Linked DNA regions of Sus scrofa: region 2 is linked to region 1. Evidence: chromatin contacts called from public Hi-C data. All regions are on one chromosome and are shown on one strand. Each heading gives the region's core, a stretch centred on a gene start, on an enhancer-like site or on the middle of the called end of the contact. The rest is flanking DNA. Distances are from core to core; before and after follow the strand shown. Region 1 overlaps PAK1 (serine/threonine-protein kinase PAK 1). Region 2 holds the start of PAK1 (serine/threonine-protein kinase PAK 1).

Evidence for each region. A called contact is a pair of places that touch in the nucleus more often than the background predicts.
Region 2: a Hi-C map of skeletal muscle shows a contact between it and region 1, with 2.2 times the contacts expected there. The contact joins the promoter of PAK1 here to the enhancer-like site in region 1. A contact is called at or near these places in 7 of 47 Hi-C or Micro-C datasets (embryonic fibroblasts, epiblast stem cells, fetal heart ventricle and 2 more) and 2 of 2 datasets of contacts at active chromatin or transcription factors (alveolar macrophages and skeletal muscle).

Annotation. Positions count from the first base shown.
Region 1 is chr9:11,900,068-11,905,263 of Sscrofa11.1, reverse strand. The region is part of intron 1 of PAK1 (serine/threonine-protein kinase PAK 1); the gene reads left to right. Among named protein-coding and RNA genes, the nearest start is that of PAK1, 70 kb to the left of the region's middle. Within about 2 kb of position 2,498, at least 2 of the 83 cell types and tissues checked have an H3K27ac peak or open chromatin away from gene starts, as enhancers often do. A contact at or near this core is called in skeletal muscle, where this site is marked.
Region 2 is chr9:11,970,611-11,975,879 of Sscrofa11.1, reverse strand. It overlaps PAK1 (serine/threonine-protein kinase PAK 1), which reads left to right and starts at 2,806. Exons shown (of 15, transcript XM_005667164.3): 1 at 2,806-3,403. It also overlaps the pseudogene LOC100511827.

The sequences.
Region 1 (5,196 bases), core at 1,249-3,748:
TAAATAAGCCATTTGGCTCTACCTTCAAAATATCTACCTTTGTAATACTTCTCTCTATCTACTGTAGTCTATTTAAGTCACCATCAGTTCTCATATGAATTCCTGGTTACTTACTATTACTTCTTGGAGTTCCCATTGTGGCTCAGTGGAAACGAATCTGACTGGTATACATGAGGATGCAGATTCGATCCCTGGCCTCGCTCAGTGGGTTAAAGATCTGGCATTGCCTTGAGCTGTGATGTAGTTTGCAGACGTGGCTTGGATCTGGTGTTGCTGTGGCTGTGGTGTAGGCCAGCAGCTACAGTTCTGATTTGCCCCCTAGCCTGGGAACCTCCTGTGCCACAGGTGTGTCCCTAAAAAGACCAAAAAAAAAAAAAAAAAAAAATTGCTTCTTAAAGTTCTCTCCACTTTTCCTTTGCTCCCCTACATTCAGTTCTCTGCAGCCAGAGTGGTCTGTTTAAAACATAAATTAGATCATTGCTCAAAACTCTCACACTTGCTACAAAATCCAAATTTATCAAGGCCTATAAGGTCCTGCATAATTTGACCTCTGGCTGCATCTTGAATCTTAGACTCTTATCACATTTCTCATTGCTCACTCAACTATTTTCTTGCCCTTTTTGCTGTTTTGTGGGCCACCAAATATTCTCCTTTAGGACATTTGTGCTTACTGTGCCTTCTACTTAAAAACACTTCCAGATGTTGCTGTGAATTTGCTGACACATTTCATTCAAGTCTTAAGTGTTTCTTTATCAGAGATGCCTGTCCTGATCACTTAATCTTTTTTTTTTTTTTTTTTTTAAGGACCGCACCCACAACATGTGGAAGTTCCCAGGCTAGGGGTCGAATCAGAGCTACAGCTGCCAGCCTACACCACAGCCAGAGCAGCGTGGTATCCGAGCTGTGTCTGCGATCTGCGTCACAGCTCATGGCAATGCTGGATCCTTAACCCATGGAGCAAGGCCAGGGACCAAACCCACATCCTCATGGATACTAGTTGGATTTGTTCCTGCTGCACTACAAAGGGAACTCCCTGATCCCTTAATCTTATGTACCACCCCCATTAGGAATTTCCCCAGATGGTAGAAGAGGGATTATAAGACCCTTGGTACTTGTTTCTGGAAGTCACTCTAGTGACTATCTTCACGGGTGATAGGAGTGAGAAAGATGTGTAATATGATTGGTAGGGGAGGGAATGGTGAAGGTACAGGGTCAGCATAAGTGAATTTAAGTCTCGATTCCAAATCTCTCTGCCTTTTCCATTTTACTTTGCTGCCTCTCATCCCTCTCCAATTATAGGAAGTTTTCCAGGTACAGCCCTTGGTTAATTCTGTCTCAAAGTATAATTAGTGGATAAAGAGTGTTTTTAGGAGAATCAGAATAATCAGAGGCTTTTCACTATTTCATTGAGTGATCTTAGGTAAGTTACATACACCCGTGAGTTTCATGTTTGAACTATAAAAGTATGAAACTAGCTGATTTTTCAAGGTCCTTCCAGCTCTTGTATTTTTCTTCTCTAAACCAGGCTACCTTAGTCAGTGAAACTTTACTAAGTATCTAGTGCCAGATCTATACTGGGTGACACTTGGGAACATAAAGATTATTTAGAGTTGGTTTTTTTCCTTTGACTTGTTCATAGTCTTGATAAGGTTGATATGATGAAATATGGAAGCTGCTGTTTAGAATTATATATAAAATGTTATAAAACTTGGGGGAAAGTAGAAATAGAACTTGTGTGAAGGTTTTGTAGAGAAAGTGAGTCAAACTGGGTCTTGAAGAATGAGTAGGAGTTTTCTTGGAAGACAAGTTGGGACGTTTTAGTCAGAGAGAACTGTGGGCAAAGCAGGAACATGAAGCAGTTTGGGCTGGAATGACAAGTTTAGGGAATAGAAGAGATGAAATTGGATAGTTGAGTTGGGGGATGAGAACAGATATTTACTGAATGTCTATTTTGTGCCAGATGGCAGGGTAGGGGCTTTTATATATGCTTTTTAATTCTCATGATAACTTTATAACATAGATAGGCTTATTTGTATTTTACAAAAGAGGTTTAAACCGAGCGTCAAAAATTAAAGTAGCTTTCCCAACAGCCCAGAAACAGTTTCCAGTTTTCCTCTCTGCTAACTCGGCAGTTGCTTTCTCGTTGCTAAACCAGTGCAAGTGGCTGGAAACTGTGTAGTGGGAATGTCTTTCAGAAGGACATCCCTCAGCAAATTCGAAACCGCAGCATTCCAGGCTCCTGCCAAAGAAAACCTCCTGGCACAATTAAATTAAAGATCAGATTCTCATAACCAGGTGTCAAGGGCATGCAGTACTCCCCAGTCTTGGGTGGAGTGTTGATCATGCCAGTCTCAGCTGCTCTGAGTTATTGGAACTGAAAATGGGATTAATATATTAAGTAAGTTTTATTTCTTTTTTCCTTTCTCTTCATTTAAGTAATTGCCCGAGGCATTCCTTTGCCTCTGGAGTGAACAGTGTAGTGGTACAGTGGAGAGAGATATGATTCTAAGGTCACACAGACTTCATTTCAGGTCCCTACCTCTGCTGTCCTCTAGCTGTGTGACCCTTGGTGATGATCATTGTCTCGGAGATTTTGCTGCTTCTGATTTGTTCCCTGTTTTATCCCTAGCCCCTAACATAGCCTGGCAAACTGTAGGTGATGAATAAAATATTTGCATGAATGAAAGAGCAAAATGAGGAGTTCCCGTTGTGGCACAGTGGTTAACGAATCTGACTAGGAACCATGAGGTTGAAGGTTCGGTCCTTGGCCTTGCTCAGTGGGTTAAGGATCTGGCGTTGCCGTGAGCTGTGGTGTAGGTTGCAGACGCGGCTCAGATTCTGCGTTGCTGTGGCTCTGGCGTAGGCTGGTGGCTACAGCTCCGATTCGACCCCTAGGCTGGGAACCTCCATATGCCGCGGGAGCGGCCCAAGAAATAGCAAAAAGACAAAAAAAAATAAATAAATAAATAAAAAATAAAATAAAATATCAGTCTCAGGAGTTCCTGATGTAGCTCAGTGGTCACAAACCCACCTAGTGTCCATGAGGATTCGGCTTCAATCCCTGGCCTCGCTCAGTGTGTTAAGGATCCAGTGTTGTCATGAGTTGTGGTGTAGGTCACAGATGTGGCTCAGATCCCACGTTGCTGTGGCTATGGTGTAAGCTGGCAGCTGTAGCTCTGATTCAACCCCCAGCCTATCTCGAAGGTGTGGCCCTAAAAAGATTAAAAAAAAAAAAAATCAGCCCCAAATAATAGCTAAAATCCTATTTATAAAGTTGGTTGGTCCAGGAGGTTTTATGGGGATACTTTTTTTATATTATTATTATTTCCCCCATACAGTTTTTTTTCTACTGTACAGCAAGGTGACCCAGTTACACATACATGTATACATTCTTTTTTCTCCCATTATCATGCTCTATCGTAAGTGACTAGACATAGGTCTCAATGCTATACAGCAGGATCTTATTGCTAATTGGAAAAGTTTGCATTTATTGACCCCGAGCTCCCAATCCATCCCACTCCCTCCCCCTTGGCAACCACACCAAGTTTTGGGGATACTTTTAAAAAGGATTTTAGCAATTTAGAGGACTCTCCTAAACTCCAAGTCCTATTGTGTGAACTCACGGCATCAGAGTCCTCAGTGCAGACAGAGAGCAGCTGGTCCCCTCCTCCAGACAACACCTCTTTTCTCTTTGTCATCTTTCAGGCTTGTTAAATCAATAGTGTTATCTTTTATTTTTAACATGGAACATTCATGGTACAGATCTGGAACTGCTTAGAAGGGATCATTTTTCTGACTAGTGCTGTATGTGTTGCACAAAGTAAAAGGCCCACTGTAATTGCTGTGTGTCCTCCTTTTTTACCTTAATGTTGCATTCTACCACATTGCCACACATTCTACTCTCAGACTTGGGTTATTCTGGTGGTCTGGGGTATATTTGTCATCATTGTTCTCTATCAAAATCATTCATTTATTGTTTTTTTTTTTTCCTTGGTCAAGGTAATACACCAATGCTTGGGCCTTTCCCAGACCAATTAAAATCAGAGTTCAAGTGGTGGTATTTTCCCTCTGTTTTTTATTAGGAAAATCTCAAACATAGCAAAGTTGAAAGAATTTCATAGTGAATACCTCTATAACTACCACTTAGATTCTTCACATTAACATTTTCTTTTTTAAAAACATCATCACAACCTGAAACATTTTCATGTACTTGCTTTTATCAATCCATTATATATTCTATATTGACATATATATTATGTCACATCTGTGTTCATGTCTTAATCTTTGTTTTTGAAAAACACATTTCAAAGTAAATTGCAGATATTAGTATACTCCCCTCCCCCAAATACTTCAGCTTGTATTTTAAAAAGCTTCTAGAAAATTCTGGTAGTCCAAAGTCAGTGACCACTAATTTGACCTATTTATTCTTTAGGCGCTACTCTTAATACCACCTCTTCTATGAAGCCTCAGTGATCACCTCAGTTTCATACAATCTTTTCTTTCTGCTTCTTATGACAGTTTACTGCTTATACTGTTCTACAGCACTATTCATAATTAGCCTAACATTGTGGGTTTTTAGGTCCTTTCTATCCTGCCTACTAGACTGTGAGAACCTCTGGAGCTGGGATCATAGCTTATTCATTTATTTATTTCTATACCCCTGGTTTCTAGCACAGCACCTTACATATAAGTACTGAGTAAAAATTTATTGATTTGAATTGTATTTCAGTGAAGAACCCGCAACTGTATCACATGACTGATTTGAGGACTGAGAAATTATTTATTTTCTCTGATGCTTAGCTCATAGCAGACACTTAGTAAATTCCTACTTGTTATGTGGAGGGATCAGATTAGATGACCTGTAAGGTTGCTTTTGGCTTCGATGTTATGTGTCTTAAAATCTTTGATTACATAGCTATATTTCATACTAGTGACCATGGAATCCAGATGTAATAAAGCGGAAAGAAGTAGTTATTGGTGAGCATCCTCTTTCCCTGAATCCTTTTCTGATTTTATTCAATTTGTTAAATATCTTGCACATAGTGGCTACCTGTAAAGTGTTTTCTTTCCCCTTCTCTACTCTAACACTGTATTTTTATGCCTTTTTCTTTTTCTTTCTTTCTTTTTTTTTTTTTTTGGTGTCTTTTTAGGGCCGCACCCACAGCATGTGGAGGTTCCCAGGCTAGGGCGTACGCC
Region 2 (5,269 bases), core at 1,557-4,056, 70 kb before region 1:
AAGGCTCTGTTCCTTTCTGCAGGATCCAAGGAACAATCTCTCTTCTTGCTTTTTCTAGTTTTAGGGGTTGTTTTTATTCCTTAGCTTGTAGCTCTCTTCCTCTGTCTTCCAAAGGGGGGTGGAATGCTTCTTACATTGAATCACATCTCACATCTGACCTCATATAGTCTAATCTACCTCTTCCTCATGTTTTTGCCTCCTTTCCCCAAATTTAAAGATCCTTGGAGTTCCCATTGTGGTGCAGCGAAACGATTCCGACTAGGAACCTTGAGGTTGCGGGTTCGGTCCCCGGCCTCACTCAGTGGGTTAAGGATCCAGCGTTGCCATGAGCTGTGGTGTAGCTCAGACGTGGCTCAGATCTGGCATTGCTGTGGCTCTGGCATAGGCTGGCAACAATAGCTCCGATTAGACCCCTAGAATGGGAACCTACATATGCCACTGGTGCAGCTCCATAAGGACAAAAGACAAAAAAAAAAAAAAAAAAAAAAAAAATTCCTTGTGATTACACTGAATCCGCCTGGATAATCCAGAGTAACCTCCTCTCAAGATCTTTAAGTTGATCAAGGCTGCAAAGTCCCTTTTGCCATGGAAGGTAACATATTCATAGGTTCTGGGGATCAGGATGTGAACACTTTTAGGGAGCCACTATTTTCCCCATCACTGATACCACGCAAAAACAGTTCAGATTAGAATTAATTTACTGGGTTACCATCTTGGGTTAAGTTACTTAACCTCTCCGCACCTCAGTTTCCTAACCAATAAAATGAGGGGAATAACAGTAGCCTATCAGAAAGGATTGTTAGAGGTTTAAAAGAGAGTTCTTAGAACAGTATCTAGTACATAGTAAACACTACGTGAGCATTTATTTATTAAACACATTTTTTTTTTAACATTGATTCTTACTATGTGTCAGGCACTGTTCTAAATACTGGGGCAATGGATAGGGTAGGTAGGAAATTGACCTGCTCTCAAGGAGTGCAGGGAGTCAGATATACAAATACAGTTTTAGACTGTGTGCAACATGCAACAAAAGGCATGGAAATACTATAAGGTCACATCATTGTGAAGGCTCAGGGAAACTTAAGAAATAGTAGGGGTTTGTTTTTGTTTTTGTTTTTTGCTTTTTGGGGCCGCACCCGTGGCATATGGAGGTTTCTAGGCTAGCGATTGAATTGCTACAGCTGCCAGCCTACACCATACCCACAGCAACATGGGATCTGAGCCTCCTCTGCGATCCATACCACTACACCACAGCTCACGGCAACGCTGGATCCTTAATCCACTGAACGAGGCCAGGGACTGAACCTGCAACTTCATGGTTCCTAGTTGGATTCGTTTCTGCTGTGCCCTGGGAACGTCAAGAAATATTAGTTGGATGAACAAAGGGACTGGATATTTGAGCTGGGCTTTGTAGAATGAATAGGTGTTGGCCAGTGAGATAGAGCAGGGCTCAGAGACACGAAGACATGTTTGTCCAAAGAACATTAAGTAGTATTTCCGTGTGGCTGGAACAAAAGATACCACGTAAGATGAGGCTAGAAAGGCTGGTGTAAGCACCAAGGTTGTGCAGTGCCACATTAAGAATGTGGATTTTATTGTGAAGCACAAAACCCTTTGAGAGTATTTAAAGAGGGAAGGCTTTCGTCAGATTTGTCGTTTTAAAAGGTTACTCTGGTCACTGGTAAGTACGGTTGAATCTGGAAGACTGAAAGCCGCTCTAGTTGTCTAGGTGATGGCAGTGAGTGAAGAGAAGGGCGAGATCTTGGGAAATATTTAGGAGACTCTACAGGACTCGGTGACAAATTTGATGAGCGTTGAGAAAGAAGAATGGGGGTTTCTGGCTTAGTGTACTGCTGAATGGTGGTCCATTCACCAAGACCAGAAAGTAACATGAGTCACAAGTTTTGGGGAATATTGTAGTAGGAACAGTCTACATTCCAAAGGGCTTAATGGTGCTAAATTGCACTTACTATTATTATAAAACGGTGACTCAGATCAAGTTACCCATACACAGGTACAACTTAAGGAGAAACTGTGGCTTAGAAATGTTAAGATCCTATCACCAACATCTGTACAGCTGGAATCTGAAGCAAGGCAACTTAATTCCAAACCCTTAGTCACTAACGTTGTTTCAGTTTTGGACATGGGGAATTTGAGGTACAGTGCAAACATTTCATTAGGAAACGCAGAATCTGAACTCAGGGAAAAGGTTTGCGTAGAATGCGACCTCCGTTGGTGTAGGAAGGCGCGAAAAGCTGCCCATTCTTTTCTACCAGAGCACAATAGTTGAAACCTCCATTAACATTTCTTTGCCCCTCCTCCAAGAAAGCCAACAGTGTATTAAATGTCCAGTTCTGAGGTCACAGGATATGGGGTAGCTTCCAAACTCAGCGCTTGGCAACAAGCTAGCAGATGCAGTGGTGCTTTATAACCAAGAGGACCACAATCCTATGGGATTGGCTGTCTTTTTCGACCCCGATTCCACCACTGTCGCCCCTTAACACCTCCCACAAACATCCTGGGGAAAGCCCGCCTTAAAGGAGCCTGCAGCTGTAGCGAGCGATAGCACTCGAGGAGAGACGGGGGCGCAATGACGTCATGCGGCAGCGGGTGATTCCCCAGCCTCTGGCGTCACGCGCCAATGACGTCATTCCAGGCGCTGGCCCTCCCCCAGGCCTGGGTTGGCTTCGCTCACGTGGGTCGGTCCAGTCCTCCCCGCCCCCTCCCACCTGCAGGAGGCTGGGCGGGCCTGGCTGGGCCGGAGCCTCGGCCTCGCGGGGGAGGGGGCGGGGGGCCGGTGGGCGAGGCGGTCCGCCCGGCCCGGCGGCGTACAATAGCTCGGCGGAGGCCGAGGCGGGGGCCCGGGCCGGGGCTTCAGCTGGAGACCCAGGTGTCGGTAGCACCGCAGACGCCCCCTCACGGTTTCCCCCCACAGCCCCCTCCCCCTCCGCCCGTCCGTCGCGCCTCCCCGCCGCCTCCCTCAGCAGCTCCGCCGTCCTACTCGACAGACGCTTTCTCTCAGACTCTTACCCCCTCTTTTGCGGAGCCCCTCAAAGAACCCTCTGTCTCCCCACCTCCTCCCCCGGAGGCCAGTCGAGCCCCTCGCCTCTCCAGCGGCCGGAGCCGCACCTCCTCAGCGGCGTCGCCGGGCTCCCTCCCTCCCCCACCTCACCCCCGGGTCGCTGACCACCCCCGCCCCCGCCCGGTCCGGAGCGGACTCCCCGGCACCAGCGAGGCGGGGAGGCGCCGAGTGCGCGGCGGCGGCGGCTGAGGCGGCGGGAGGGGGAAAGTGAAGCGGCCCCTCGCACACACTCGCGCGCTCGCTCCCCCGCTCGGCCGCCGCCGCCGCCGCCGGCGTGGAAAAGGAGGAGGAACCGAGTGGAGCCGAAGCTAAGCGCGGAAGGTGAGAGCCGGCCTCCCGCGCGGTACCCTTGGCGTCGCGCGGTGCGGGGGCGGGGGCGTCGCGGGGCGTGGGGCCCATTCATTCCGGCTGCAGGGCTGGGCGGGCGGGGGGCGCCAGGTGAGGCGAGGCGGGGGCGTCGCCCCTCGAGGCTGGCCGCCGCTGTCGGACCAACAAAGGCTCCCCGTGCGCTCACCCGGGCGGCCGCAGGTCTCAGACGCCGGGGGGGGGGAGCTGAGGGACCCGGCGGCGGGCCGAGGCGGGGAGGGGTCGGGACCGCTGGTCTGGGTCCGGGACTCCCTCCCGAACTTTGCGGCCCCCCGACGGGGAGCCTAGCAAGGCAGCGTCAGATTCATTGTGCACGAAAGAAATCACCCCGGTCCAGGCCAGGGGGGCGGGGGATCACGTCTAGGGTTCAACTCCTTGAAAAATACTGGATGGTGTTTGACTCACGCGGCCCCTCCCCCACCCCGGGAAGACGCTCACTTGTGGCGTTAAAAACAAACTGGGAAAGGAGAATTGTGGCTGTTTCATGTTGATTATTCCATTTCAATAGGCGCTATTATATCCTTTACTGTCTGGAGTAGTTTCACAGCAGACATTGCTGGGGTGTTTTGGAAGAACACTGGAGACGTTCTGGGTGTTTGGAAGTGTGGAGAGCCAAGTGCTTGTTGTTTGTTAAGCCCTTTGGATAACTGTCTTACACTTTCTCCTCCCACCCCCCCGCCCCCGGAACAGTGAAAGGTGAAGGCAAGAGTTGGTACCCTGGTACCAATAAACATTTCAAATTCACTAGTTTAGCCTTTAAGAGTTGTTTCTGAGAAAATGTGTAATTTTGCCTCCGGTGTCTTTGGGCTCTCTCTCGACTTGGTCAGGAGAAAAAGGAGTCAACAGTAGACACATGCCTCATTGGTCTTAACTTGTGACTTCACCTACTTCCTGTGTGACCTTGAGCAGGTCACTTCCAGTCTTACCGTTCCAGGAACTTGTTTTTGTGCCCTCGAAGCAGGCGGGTATCCACCACCTACTTAGCTTTCAGGAGTCTGCGGAAGAATTACCCCCATTAGAAGTCTTTGCTGGCACCACCCCCATACTCCTCTCAGGCAAAACTTTCTCTTTGGGCCCCTCAGAGGCCTGCTTGGATTTCTACCACAGCACTTTTTTTGTTCACATTTGGTAAATCCTGAATCAGGTGCGAATGAAATCAGTCTCTCCTCAACTAGAAACTATACTTCTCAAAAAGGGTTTTGGAATCATGGACCCCGAAACATTCCCTGAAGCTTATCCATGTCCTTAACTTTTGTGAGCTCTTGGGTCTGTCTGGGAAATTTGCCTATTTAGTCATTGATTTACCCAACATTGCTGGGATCTGAAGAGCTACTGTTTCAAGTTTCCTGCTAGGGCTGTGGGGATTTTGAATCTATTAAGATATTCCCTGTCTTCACAGAGCTCAAAGTCTAGTGGGTGAGGTAGCCATGTAAACAGTGAAGGCCTTCCGTCCTCTCTGGGGGCTCCAGTTGTACAGGGAGCAGTGTGCAATAATTGAGGCTGCTGGACCTGTTTTACAGGTCTTGTCCTGGCCAAAGTGAGACCTGCGGGGAAGGTGGTGACCTGCCTCTCATCCATAAGATAACACTTGACAAAGAGCTTGTTCAGTTTAATTCAGTATACACTTACTCAGCACATGTTATGAGGTTCTGTGTTAGGTTTGGAGGAAGGAGTGCTTTCTACAAGGAGGGCACTGTATATCCAGAGAGATCTTTGTAAAACAAAAACCAATCATTTCTCCCCACCCTCAACTGGTCATTTGCTAAAGAAAAATTTTAAACTCTGATATGAGTAGGAACCTCTTGGAGGTTAGAGTACTGC